Regions from separate parts of the Mus musculus genome. Here region 1 is linked to region 2. A link is a contact called in public promoter capture Hi-C data. All regions are on one chromosome and are shown on one strand. Each heading gives the region's core, a stretch centred on a gene start, on an enhancer-like site or on the middle of the called end of the contact. The rest is flanking DNA. Distances are from core to core; before and after follow the strand shown. Region 1 has its middle 21 kb from the start of Bex3. Region 2 holds the start of Tceal8 (transcription elongation factor A (SII)-like 8).

The links. Promoter capture Hi-C pulls out the DNA fragments that hold promoters and counts their contacts.
Region 1: a contact with region 2 is called in a promoter capture Hi-C map of second pharyngeal arch cranial neural crest. The contact joins the enhancer-like site here to the promoter of Tceal8 in region 2. A contact is called at or near these places in 8 of 39 promoter capture datasets (3T3-L1-derived adipocytes, the HPC-7 cell line, cranial neural crest and 2 more), 5 of 484 Hi-C or Micro-C datasets (embryonic stem cells, muscle stem cells, stem cell-derived neural stem cells and 1 more), 13 of 115 datasets of contacts at active chromatin or transcription factors (cardiomyocytes, embryonic fibroblasts, embryonic stem cells and 4 more) and 2 of 9 other capture datasets (adipose tissue and macrophages).

What each region holds. Positions count from the first base shown.
Region 1 is chrX:136,287,991-136,294,040 of GRCm38.p6, forward strand. No RefSeq gene overlaps it. Among named protein-coding and RNA genes, the nearest start is that of Bex3, 21 kb to the left of the region's middle. Within about 2 kb of position 3,196, at least 55 of the 459 cell types and tissues checked have an H3K27ac peak or open chromatin away from gene starts, as enhancers often do. A contact at or near this core is called in embryonic stem cells, second pharyngeal arch cranial neural crest and trophoblast stem cells, where this site is marked.
Region 2 is chrX:136,170,659-136,176,365 of GRCm38.p6, forward strand. Tceal8 (transcription elongation factor A (SII)-like 8) reads right to left here and starts at 1,593. Exons shown (of 3, transcript NM_025703.3): 1 at 1,474-1,593; 2 at 978-1,047; 3 at 1-391. The coding sequence starts at 364. The coding sequence ends at 11.

The sequences.
Region 1 (6,050 bases), core at 1,946-4,445, 120 kb after region 2:
CAGATTCTTCAGAAGAGCAGTCACTGCTCTTAACCACTGAGCCATCTTGCCAGCCCCTTTGATCCATTTTCATACAGTGTAAGCATACGAGTCAAATTTGACCTTTACAGTGAATGACCTATTTCTCAAATGCTATTTGTTGAAAAGTCTGTCCTTTCTTCACAGAGTGATCTTGCCATCCTTGTTAAAAAAAATCCTTGTATGTAGGGGAGTCACAGCGTTAATCACAAAATTCATAAAGCTGAGTTAGGAGGATCAACATGAGTTTGAGGTCAGTTGGTATACTGCGTGAGTTTTAAGTCAGCCTGGGATAAGGTAAGATTCTGCTTCATAAAAACAAAACAACAATAATTTATGTCATGGGCTCATGGACAAAATGTCACATTATCATCTACATCTAATGGTGTAGCAAAAGATTTTGACAAATTCTTCAAGGACCTTGGAACAGCAAGAAAATATCCCTGCAAAATAAAGCCTTGACATGAAAAACCTATAGTGAATACTATATAAAATAGAGAAAATCTTTAAGCATTTCATTAAGATCTATAAGACAAGGGTGTCTCCACTTGTATTTAATATAGTATAGAAATATTTAGTTAGAGCCATATGATAAGAGAAGCTAATAAAAGAAAATTCATAGAACTAATAAAAACTTTAAGCAAAGTGGAAGAATATAAATATACTTTAAAAATATGGGTACCCATCTTTTGAGAAATAAAAGCAAAAATTAACAAATAGGATCTCATGAAATTAAAAAATTAAGGAAACTGCTATTCAAGAACAAGGAGAAATTCTTTATAGTCTTATATGAACAACAGAAGACTACCATCTAGGTTATACAAAGAATTCAAGGAACCAAACTAAAGAAAACAACCTAATAAAAATGGGTTATAGAAGATTAACATCTAGAATATACAAAGAATTCAAGAAGTCAAACATCAAGAAAACAAGAAACCCAATTAAAATGGTTTATAGAACTGAACAAATCATTCTCAAAAGAGAAATACAAATGATATAAACATTTCAAAAATTAACCAAATCATTCGACTTCAGAAATGTTTAAACTTATATTCCTCAGAGCCCTACTCAGAATGGCTTTTATCAATAAAACCAAATGATAACAAATGTAAGCAAGAGTGTGTTGCTGGACGTGGTGGCACACGCCTTTAATCCCAGCATTTGGGAGGTAGAGGCAGGTGGATTTCTGAGTTCGAGGCCAGTCTTGTCTACAGAGTGAGTTCCAGGACAGCCAGGGTTACACAGAGAAACCCTGTCTCGAACCCCCCTCCCCCAAAAAAGAGTGTGAGGAGATAAGGAACCTTTATCCACTGTTGTGAGTGTAAACTGATGAAATGGAAGTAAGTGTGAAATTTTTTTTAAAAGATCAAAAGTGGAACTATCATATGACCTCGCCATATATTCAAACTCTGTAACCTATCATGGGGATAACTGTCCATTTATTTTCTATTATATCTATTACAAAAAGGTGGTTCTTGAAACACTGTTTCCTGCTACCAGGATAGCCCTTGTTATTAAAGTTACTTTCCTTGTTCAGCCATTCACAGAAGAACTCTTTTATAAGACAGCAGATACCTGTGACCTTTGTGACTGCCTCAACTCAGCATTGCAGGTTGAGTGTCTGGAAAATTTTGGAAATATTAGTAGGAAGCCAACATGTTAGAAACTCTTAACCTTCTAAAGTATAAAGTCCCTGTAGTTTTCTTCTTTTGTGTCCTTAGGGGGTCTGTTAAAACATAATTATGAATGTGACCCAACCCCAAATTAGAAGCCTACTTAAAAATTTTACTGTTTATTAATGTTTCTTTGGAGCTTCATTGCACAGCTCTTGAGCATGAAATTTGTAGATGATAATGTAATGTTGCAATGTCAAAATTGGACACTCTTGGTTTAGATCTTAGATTTTGCACAGAATGAATTTTGCTATGTCATCTAAGCCTTTTGAAGAAAGAGATAGAAGTACTTTGGGAGACAGACACAAAAACAGGGAAACAGTTTTAAGTCTATTTAAAAGTCATCCTAGTACACACACACATGCATATGCACACACACACACACACACACACACACACACACACATACACACGCATATACGCACGCATATACACACATGCACATGCACACAATTTTCAGTATACCAAGTCAGGTAGATCATGACCAACTATGCAGACAGAGGGGCTATTGCATATTGGTTAGTGGATACCCTTCTATATGGGAGAAAATATCAGCAGTGGTAGGTAAAATTTTTTAAGATTAAGCCAATGTATGACTGAAGTGGTTAGATTTCTGACAACTAAATTAATCTACTGGAGCCCCAAAAGATATTGCTTGGTTTCCTTTTACTTATACTACTCTTCCATGGCCAAGATTTATTTTTGCTTTTTGTTTGTTTTGGACAGGGTACTTAAAATTTTAATATATTAAAATAATGAGCTCCATTATGACATATCCATATACACATCATAATGTGATCTTCTGCAAATCACTTTCTCTGCAGATTCCATTCTTTTTTTTCTAGCGATATTCCTATTTTTTATGTCCTTTTTGCCCAGATTCCATGTATAAGATTTAAAAAGAAAACACTTGTCACTGTCATTTTTAAACATATTTGTTCTATTTAATTATTTAGTATTTATTTAGGCAGTTACTTTAAAAAAAAACAAAACAAAATTTTTGATCACAGAAACATGCTTAATTTCACCAAATTGGACAGGCTTCTGCCAATTGCCTGCTTTCCTGCTTGGTTTCGTAAATGAGTTTGCTCTCTCAGGTGGGTTAAAGGGTGATGTTGTTTTGCTTTCAGAAAAATGAAAAGACAAGGAAGGGAGGGCTGTGAGGGAAGCATTTCCAGTCTGTTGAACATCCTGCGAATAGCGGTTGCCATAGAAACCTGACATCATTACGGTGACCTTGAGGACTTTTAAATGGAAACCAGCATGATCTATTACAGAGAGTAGGGGCCAGTCTCTAGGGATATGTTTTGTTCACATAACCTGGTCAGAGTTCTTTTAATTTCCTGAGTCCCATCCCACTTTCTCTCACTATGCTTTCTCAGGTAGCCTGAAGGTGAAGGCATTTTATATTCAGAGAAAGTCTAGGGCACAAGAGAGGATGAGCGGGGGCGTCTCTATACAGCAGCCTGTGGATGGCGGTTGCTATAGAAACCTGACGTCATTAAGGCTAGCAGGATAGCTTTTGTGTGTGTGTGTGTGTGTGTGTGTGTGTGTGTGTGTGTGTGCAGCACTAGGTGATCTGGCAAGAAGAGCCGGAAGTTCCCTGCCCCCAAGTATTTGGACTGAGCTGAGAATGTGATTGTTTTATGGTGGGGAGGGGGTGACCTTCAATAATTACAGACCCAAGTCCTTTGGTACTGCACGATCTCTTGTAGGAGAAAGATGTGGATTCCTCCTGGTTACACAGAGTGAGTGAACTGTCCTGGTTCAGGGTGCCCAGGAGCCATTTTTCTATGAAAATGTGGGGTGTTCATGGAGAATAAAATAGGCACCTGGGCCTGCTCTCTGCCCAATTCTCCCTTTGTGAAAAGGAGACAAGAATGCTCATCCACCGGATCTCTGAGATCTTCAGTGGTAATATCCACTTAAACCATCATCAGTGATTTAGATGACTGTCTTGACTGTTAAAAGATGCATTTGTTTTGATGGTCTTGCTAAGAATCTGATTTTAACACAGACATTTCTTGATTTTAAGAGACCTTGTTCACTACATTGTTGACCATTTCATATCTGCTTTAAAAAATTCTGAATGATTACAGTTAAAAAATATGATGTATATTGAGCATGTACGTATAATGAGTGGGTGAAGGCCAGAAAAGGGTGTTACATCGCCTGGAACTAGATATACTGACCTTTGTGGCTCACCAAGTAGGTGCTGCAAACCCTGGCCAGGTCTTCTGTGAGAGCAACAAGTCCTCTTAATCACTGGGCCAACTCTGAAGTTCAACCTGCCAACCTTGAAAAAAACATTTATCATTTTCTTCTTTGCTCCATAATGACAATAGACACCTTGTAATCAAGTAGGCCTAAGTTTCATTATTATTTACCAACCCATAAGGTTTCATTTTTAAGTTAGTCAGGTTCTCTGTCCCACCTACTGCCTATCCTGTCTTCAGGCAAACATAGCAATCTAACATTATAGAAGATTTGTATATCTTGGAAATGTATTTAGATAGAATCAGAATTTAGAGATATCATGCTTCTTTCATTCATTTTGTATGTGTGTTTAAATTGCTCTATTTTGTTGCATATATTTTTTTAATTTGTAATACTAAATAGTATAGCAATATATGGCTTCACGAAAAATTTTAAAGATTTATTTTTATTTTATGTGTGTATGTGTTTGCCTCCCTATAAGTTTGAACACCACATGCATGACTGGTGGTGCCCATGGAGAGGGTGTTGGGTTCCCTGGAGCTGGAGTTACAGACAAGTTGTGAGCTCTCATGTGGTCTTTGAAAATTGAACTCAGGTCTTCTGGAAGAACAATCAATGATATTGGCTACTGAGCAACCTCTTCAGCCACACAGATTTTAATTTATTTACCTGTTGGCTATTGTTTAGGTTGCTTTCAATTTCAATCTCTTTAACATAGAGCTGATATGAACTTATACAAATAAGCCTTTTTAAGGAAATGTTTTCTTTCTCCCGGGTAAAAGCCTAAGAATGGAATGACTTGAGGATTATTTACATTTTTAGAAACTGAGATTTTTTTCCAAAGAAATTGTCATGTTTGTCATGGCCACCAGAAGTGGGTATGAGAGTTTCATCCTCCACAAACTTGCCAGGACTTGGTATGACAAGCCTTCAATTGTGGTTATTCTCATGGGAGTGTTGACATTCCCATTAGAGTTATCTGTTTCTCTTTCTTCAGGATCAAGGATGTTGATTTTGTATGTTTCTCTTAGTGGGGCATCTATTAAAACTTCTGGTGTATTTATTGATCGAACTGTCTATTTTCTTAATGGCTTTTGTGAGACTTTCTGGGGGAAACAAGAAGTCCTTTAATCTGATGCATGATTTTCAAACATTTATTTTCCCAGACAGGGGCTTATCTTTATTGTTTTCTACCATATACTTGAAAGAGTGTATGCCTTTTACTTTACAGAAGTCCTAGCACTTTAGTTCTTGGGGGAAGAAAAGGGGATTTGTTATATCCAAGGATGTTGCTCCTAATCCATGGTCCTGAACATTGATTGTTTTCTGCTGCAAGACTCGCATTTGGGTTGGTTTTTTTTATCAATTATTTTTTAGATTTATTTTCATTTTTCACTGTGTATATGCTTGTGTGTTTATGTATAGGCTATGTGTATATGGAGACTGGAAGAGATTGTCCATCCTTCTGAACTTGGATCCTCTGTAACAGCAAAGTGCACTCCTAAACTCTGAGATGTCTCTCTAACCCCATTAGACCAATTGTTCATTTTGAGTTGATTTTTGTATCCTACCACTTAGGATGTATCTATGTTTATATTTGTGCATGTAGATATCCACTTGTCCTGAGATAAGATGGAAATAGGGGCCATCGAAGGGGACATGGGTGGCAAAGAGACCCTCATCCTGTGATCTAGTTTGATTTTTTTTTTTTGCTAACTGACAGGAAACCTTAACCCAAACTCATAAAAGCCAAACTATCCTGCTGATATTATGTAACAATTCTTAAAGACTTCTCAAAGTTTTTTTTAAATAAGTGAATAACCCAGTGTCTGAAGATTACTCATTATTTAATAGTATTTGTTGTCTACCAGAATATGGGGAATACATCAGCATATTATCTCAGCAATGATTTGTCCCATTCATTGTCCAGGCACTACATAGTAATTGGCAAATTTTTGCTAATTATTTCATATTTCCTGGTGCCATTTTAAGTGACAGGTATTTTAAATTACACTTCCCACATATTTTACTGTAGTCAACTGTCTTCAGGTAAATCTTAATAGAGGCTATTAAAGACTCGTTTAGGTTGAAATGTTAGGTTACTTGCTCTATGATCAAACAAGCCCTTGATGCTAACATATA
Region 2 (5,707 bases), core at 343-2,842:
AAAAACGATTTCAAGGCCTGAAGCACACAGGGTAAGGACGGCTTCGGGAATGTCTTTGCTTCCAATGCATCAACACGAACTTGTTTCTTACTCTTCTTATCTCTTCCCTAAGCCTTTCCAACTCATCTACGCCTCTTATCACTTCTTCGGGGTTCAGATGCCTTGCGGGAGTGTCCTCTTTGGGCTCTGGGCTGGGTTCAGCAGGCTCTCCTCTATGGCTCCCTTCAGTTTCCTCCCTCACATTTTCTCCAGAAGCCTGAAGAGTTTCTCCTGCCTGCTGTGGTGGATCTTCTGAAGGATGGCCTTCGTCTGCTTTTGGTGTGTTCTGGGGTGTTCCTTCGTTCTCGTCACAAGACTTTTGCATGTTGATTATTTTCTTAATGAATTAATCCTAGGGGGATAAAAACAAGGAAACAAAACCGACTAGGTGTCAGGCAGATGGACAAGCTTTTGTGTTCCCATAGCGACTGACTTTTGTTTCAGGTCACTTAATTGCCAAAAAGTTTTCTAACTAGACAAGTCAGGTTCTGAGCTCCTGACTCCACCCCTTCCTCCACCCCCCCCACCCCCCCCTTGCTCTCCAACTCCATCTTCTCCTGTCCCGGCTCCAGCCCACCATTTTCCCAGCAGGCCCTGCAACAAACCTCTCCTAGCACTGAAATGGGAGCGGCGTGGAAGCAATTAACCCTTCCCTCACCACATGGCTCTAACACTCCCGCCCTTTCGGGCTTTTCCAAGTCATCCCATCCTCAGCTTCTCACCAGCAACAGTCAGGTCAGCGGTCTCCTCTCTCTTTTAAATGTCTTTAGCCTCTCCCTTTCCTTCCTTCACCCCATTTCCGCAGCAGGATTTGCAGGGGCCTTCTGTGCTTAATCCGGATGGGAGGCAGCCGTGACGCCCCTGGGATGTGCTTTGGTGTCTTCCACACTCCTACCCCCACCCAAAGGGACCTGAAGCAATTGCACCCTTGCACTGACCTGTAGGTACCTGGAGATTTTCCTCTCTTCTTGCACCTCGATTTATGTCGCGCTCAAAAGATCAAGAGTGCTGAAGAAAGACAGGAGTTCTTGGTGAGCACACTAGTGCCTAAATCAAAAGGTCTTGCTAACGGATAGCACAAAGTTTTTCCACATCCCCCTCTTCTCCCTCCCTTTGTGGCAACCCCGCCTTCATCTGTACCCTGTTTCCCAGCAAGAGGGCAAAGAATCAGACAAGTTTTCCCCACAGTGTTATTGTTTCTTCTCTCCGTCTCTCGCAGTTCTCCTTTCCCCGTCTCTTTTCTTTCTCTGCCGGACTCGGTTAGCTACCTCCCTCCCAATCTGCCCCATCCCTCATCAAGCAGCCCCAAACCTCTCGCACAAAATAGTTTAGCAGAACCCTAGGATAAGAGAAAGAGTGCGGGATGAGCGTGCTTTCTGTTCTCTGCTCCCTCCACCCTATGATCTCTTAAGCCAGCGCCCACTATTAAAGTACCTGGAAGTAGCTGGGCCACTCTTCTCTAGCAGGACAGAGCTGCTACTGGGGAACTGGGCCTAGACTATAAGGACTTCTGCACACGTCGACTGCTGGTCACGTGAGGATCGCGTCATCAATGAGCTCCAGCCTTTGGTTACCCCTCCCATTAACATGCAGCCCGCCCCCTACATTCCCTTCACTAGATACTGTCAATCTTTTTTCCTATTTGCCAATAGGAGACAATAAAACTCGTCTCGTCACCAAGTAGTATCTATTCACCTTACTCAGATTACCAGGAAAAGAGCAGTCTTTTAGGGTACGTCGACCAATTCTCCTAATTTGGGAAGTCAGCTCTTTCTCTCCCTTGCTCCCTATACTTCCCTTCCCCTCCCCCCACCAAATCCTACAGTCCACCATTTCTCTGGGAAGCTTCTCTGTCTTTAAAATGGGGGAAGGTTGTAGATGTGCGCTTGTGGGGGTAGCGGAAGAATAAAAGCCTAAGGAAGGGATGTTTAGCTTCTTGAGTCGTTTTCTGTGGTGTTCTGTTGTAAGAATCAGGGTTTAAAATGATATTTAAAAAGAGATACTTCATATTCACTATTTCACACTAGATGAGGAGAAAATAACTTCATTAAATCAATTTTAAGGTTTCAAAAAGTATTCTAATGACTGCAAGTGAAAGCACAGTATTTACAACATATTGATGTGTTGGGGTTTTTTAAAAATCTTACTAAAATGGCATCGTTTGCAAACCGACTCTGAAAACAGCCGATTTGTTTCGTTAGTTTTGTCTCCGCAATCCACGACTCTCTTTGCCTGAGCTTAGGCTATTATTAGACGTCTGAACTTTTAATTGATGACTGCTGGCAGCTCCCACTTGCAAATAAAGGCTTCAGACAGACTTCTTTTCCTTGTCCTTTGTGGGAGCCAGTGTCTTTGTTAAACAGAAAAGCCTGCTTTTCACTCAGTGAACTTTCGTGGGACTCAACGAAATATGTTTGTTGGTAAACTTTTGTTATTAAGAACAGAATGTTTGTAAGGAAAGAGCGCTCACAATGAAGCAGAAAGGAGGTAACTCTTTGTATGTCACTATTGACTGTGGGGCTTATTAAGCATGTAGGGTTTTCCATTCATTCATTCATTCATTCATTCGTGGAACTCTAGATACCCTGGTAGGATTCAAAGTGCTCCATTAAAACAAGAGCCATCTCAGAGAACTCCATACCCTACCATAGAGCTATGTACACCACATGTTCACTGCTGCTTTCTTCACCATAGCAAGGAATAATGTTCAGCTTAAAAAAAAAAAAGAATGAAAAAATGTTGTTACAAAATTTTCAGGAAAATAAACGCACTTAGAATGTTTAATATTCACTGAGATCACACAGTATCAGAAGGAAAATAAATCACATAGTCTTCCCCATAAGCAAAACCTAGTCGATAATATATATGTATATAAACGAATTTACATGTAGGCACAGTATAACATTCAGAAATGAAAACAAGAAAGTCTAATATTTGGAGGTGAGGAAGGATTGAATGCAAAGAATGGACATGAGATAGGAAGAGGACAGAAATCTAATCATTTGCCTAGTTCTAACTTTGCTGTGGATTTCTTCTTTTCTTTTCCTTGTTGCTGATAGATAAGTGCTTACAATACATTCAGTAGTGTAGGTGTAAGCTCAAACGCGCAGCCTCACAGCTTCAGAACAGATATTTGAACTGTACTCCTAGTTCTAACTTTGTCCTGGATTTTTTCTCTTTTCTTTCTTTTCTTTTCTTTCTTTCTTTCTTTCTTTCTTTCTTTTCTTTTTCTTTTCTCTTTTTCTTTTTGGTGATAGGTGTATATTCACTAGAGACAGCATAAACTCCAATGGGAAGTGCCACAGCTTCAGAACAGGTATTTTAACTGCACAGAAGTCCATTGAGAGGCATAGACTTCAGTTCTCCGTAATTTCATTGCCTGGCATTTTTTTTTTTAATTTTCAAGTTTTTTTTTTTACAATAAAGTTTATAAAAATAAACTATCAACATGCATAATTGTTGTTATCAAAAAAGCAGAGAGGATATTACTAGGGTGTTTAAAAAAAAAAGAACAGCACTATTTTAAAGAAGAAACAGAGCTTCTGAAAGCCACAGTTCACTAGTATCTGCAGGAGTGGTGCTATTTGCAGTGGTTATCTATCTATCTACTTGGAGAATCAAGGGAAAGACAATTCGGTGTGGCTAGGACTGTCTCTTGGCAAGTGTGATCACAGCAGGATGTATTTGCACAAAAAAGTCCACCACTGTGAAAGAAAGGCTCTCAAAAATAGATGTTTTGTTGGCTTAATGTTTAATAATTTATAATTAAGCACAAATGGGAGATATGTTTTCTATTATTTGAGGAGTGTGTAACATAAATTATAAATTATATTTCTATTTGAGGAGTGTGTAACATAAATTATAAATAATTATAGTTCCTTACCACTCACAACAAAATGTTTCCACTCTTTGTGATGCTACCGTTGCATTTTTATATTATAATTCTATGAATTTTAATGTTTGGATTCTTTTTTTTTTTTGGTTTTTTGAGACAGTGTTTCTGTGTATAGCCCTGGCTGTCCTGGAACTCACTTTGTAGACCAGGCTGGCCTCAAACTCAGAAATCTGCCTCTGCCTCCCGAGTGCTGGGACTAAAGGCGTGCGCCACCATGCCCAGCCTAATGTTTGGATTTTTAAAACATCACTACAGCCAGAACATAGTTCATTATCCCCCCCCCCACCATCCATCTATTTTCCACCTTTCCCTCTCCCTTGCCTCTCCCTTGCCCCCCCTCTCTCTGTCTCACTCTCTCTCTGAGACAGGGTTCAGGGTTTCTCTCTGTAATATCCCTGGCTGTCCTAGAATTCACTCTGCAAACTAGGCTGGCCTTGAACTCACAGAATTCTGCCTACTGATGCCTCCTCCCAAGTGCTGGGATCAAAGGCATGTACCACCACTGCCCAGCTTCTCCCAGTTTCTCTTTTAACCATATCATCTTTTTAATCATACCATTCTGTTTTTAACCATATCATCATTTAGCAATCTTGATTTCTACTTTAATATAACATTGTTTTGTCTTTCTCATTCAGCATAATCCTGCTGTTCTATAAAACAAAAAAGAAAATTAACAATTCCAAAACAAAGTGTTTTTTTTTTCTGAAGCAACAAGGAGCTCAAGGATTTAACATACATCTCAAGATTCCAACCAGCAGACACACAAAGTCACTCAACAAGTTATAAAAGGTGACAAGATATTTAACATTTTATCTCTCCACAAGGTCACTGCATTGTAATCAATGAAATTCAGATCATTTTAAAGCTCAAATGTTGCCCCTTTGAGGAAAAACTTGCCCACAATGCTCTGACTATCCGTTTTAGGTTTTTTTTTTAGGTATAGGTACTCCATTGTTCTCTTTCCAGTTACTATTCAGTCATATGGCTATCCCACTGTGAACCCATTCACCTACTGAAGAGCATTTGAGTTTTTCTAATGCTGAACATCTATGAAGAACACTGTTGAAGGCATTCATGTATAGAACGTAGTCCCTTCTAGGGACTACCTAGCACATCCATCTGTCCCTCCAACCTACCTCAAACATTACTATCAAATGTCATTCTTCCCTGCTTTGAACTGTCAGCTTACTTCTCAGATGTCCTCCAGTGGCAAGCCACAAGTAATTCCTCATCTTCGGTGTCGGCATGCATCTTCTGATGAGCCCCAGGACCACTCATTACCAAGCTAGTCATGCACTTCTGTGACTCACTGTGTCTCAAATCTCTGTCTCTTTCATCTCTCTCGTTGTTCTTACTGCCATTTTCTTCCTTTCCTATACACTGCCCTCTTTTGGAGGGTTCAGAGACAGGGTTTCTCTGTGTAGCCCTGGCTGTCTTGGAACTCACTCTGTAGACTAGGCTGGCCTGGAACTCAGAGCTGCCTCTGATACCACTGCTGCCACCACCATTACCACCTCTGGGCTACTGCCCCTTTTTTTCCCTCTTAGATTATGATGCTAGATCCTTAGAGCCTCCAAAGCTACCTCAGCTGGAAGTGATCTGTTCCATCTTTGTCATTAATGTGATAAGGTTTGGACCTGTCCTGTGGCCTTTAACTAAAGTTTTCTAGCACCCCCCCTTTTTTTCCTGTCCTTGGGGGTGAGTGTTTCTGCATGTATTGGGGGAGGGGGCTCTAACTGGACAGCAGTGACCTGTGGATTGATCATGCCCTGG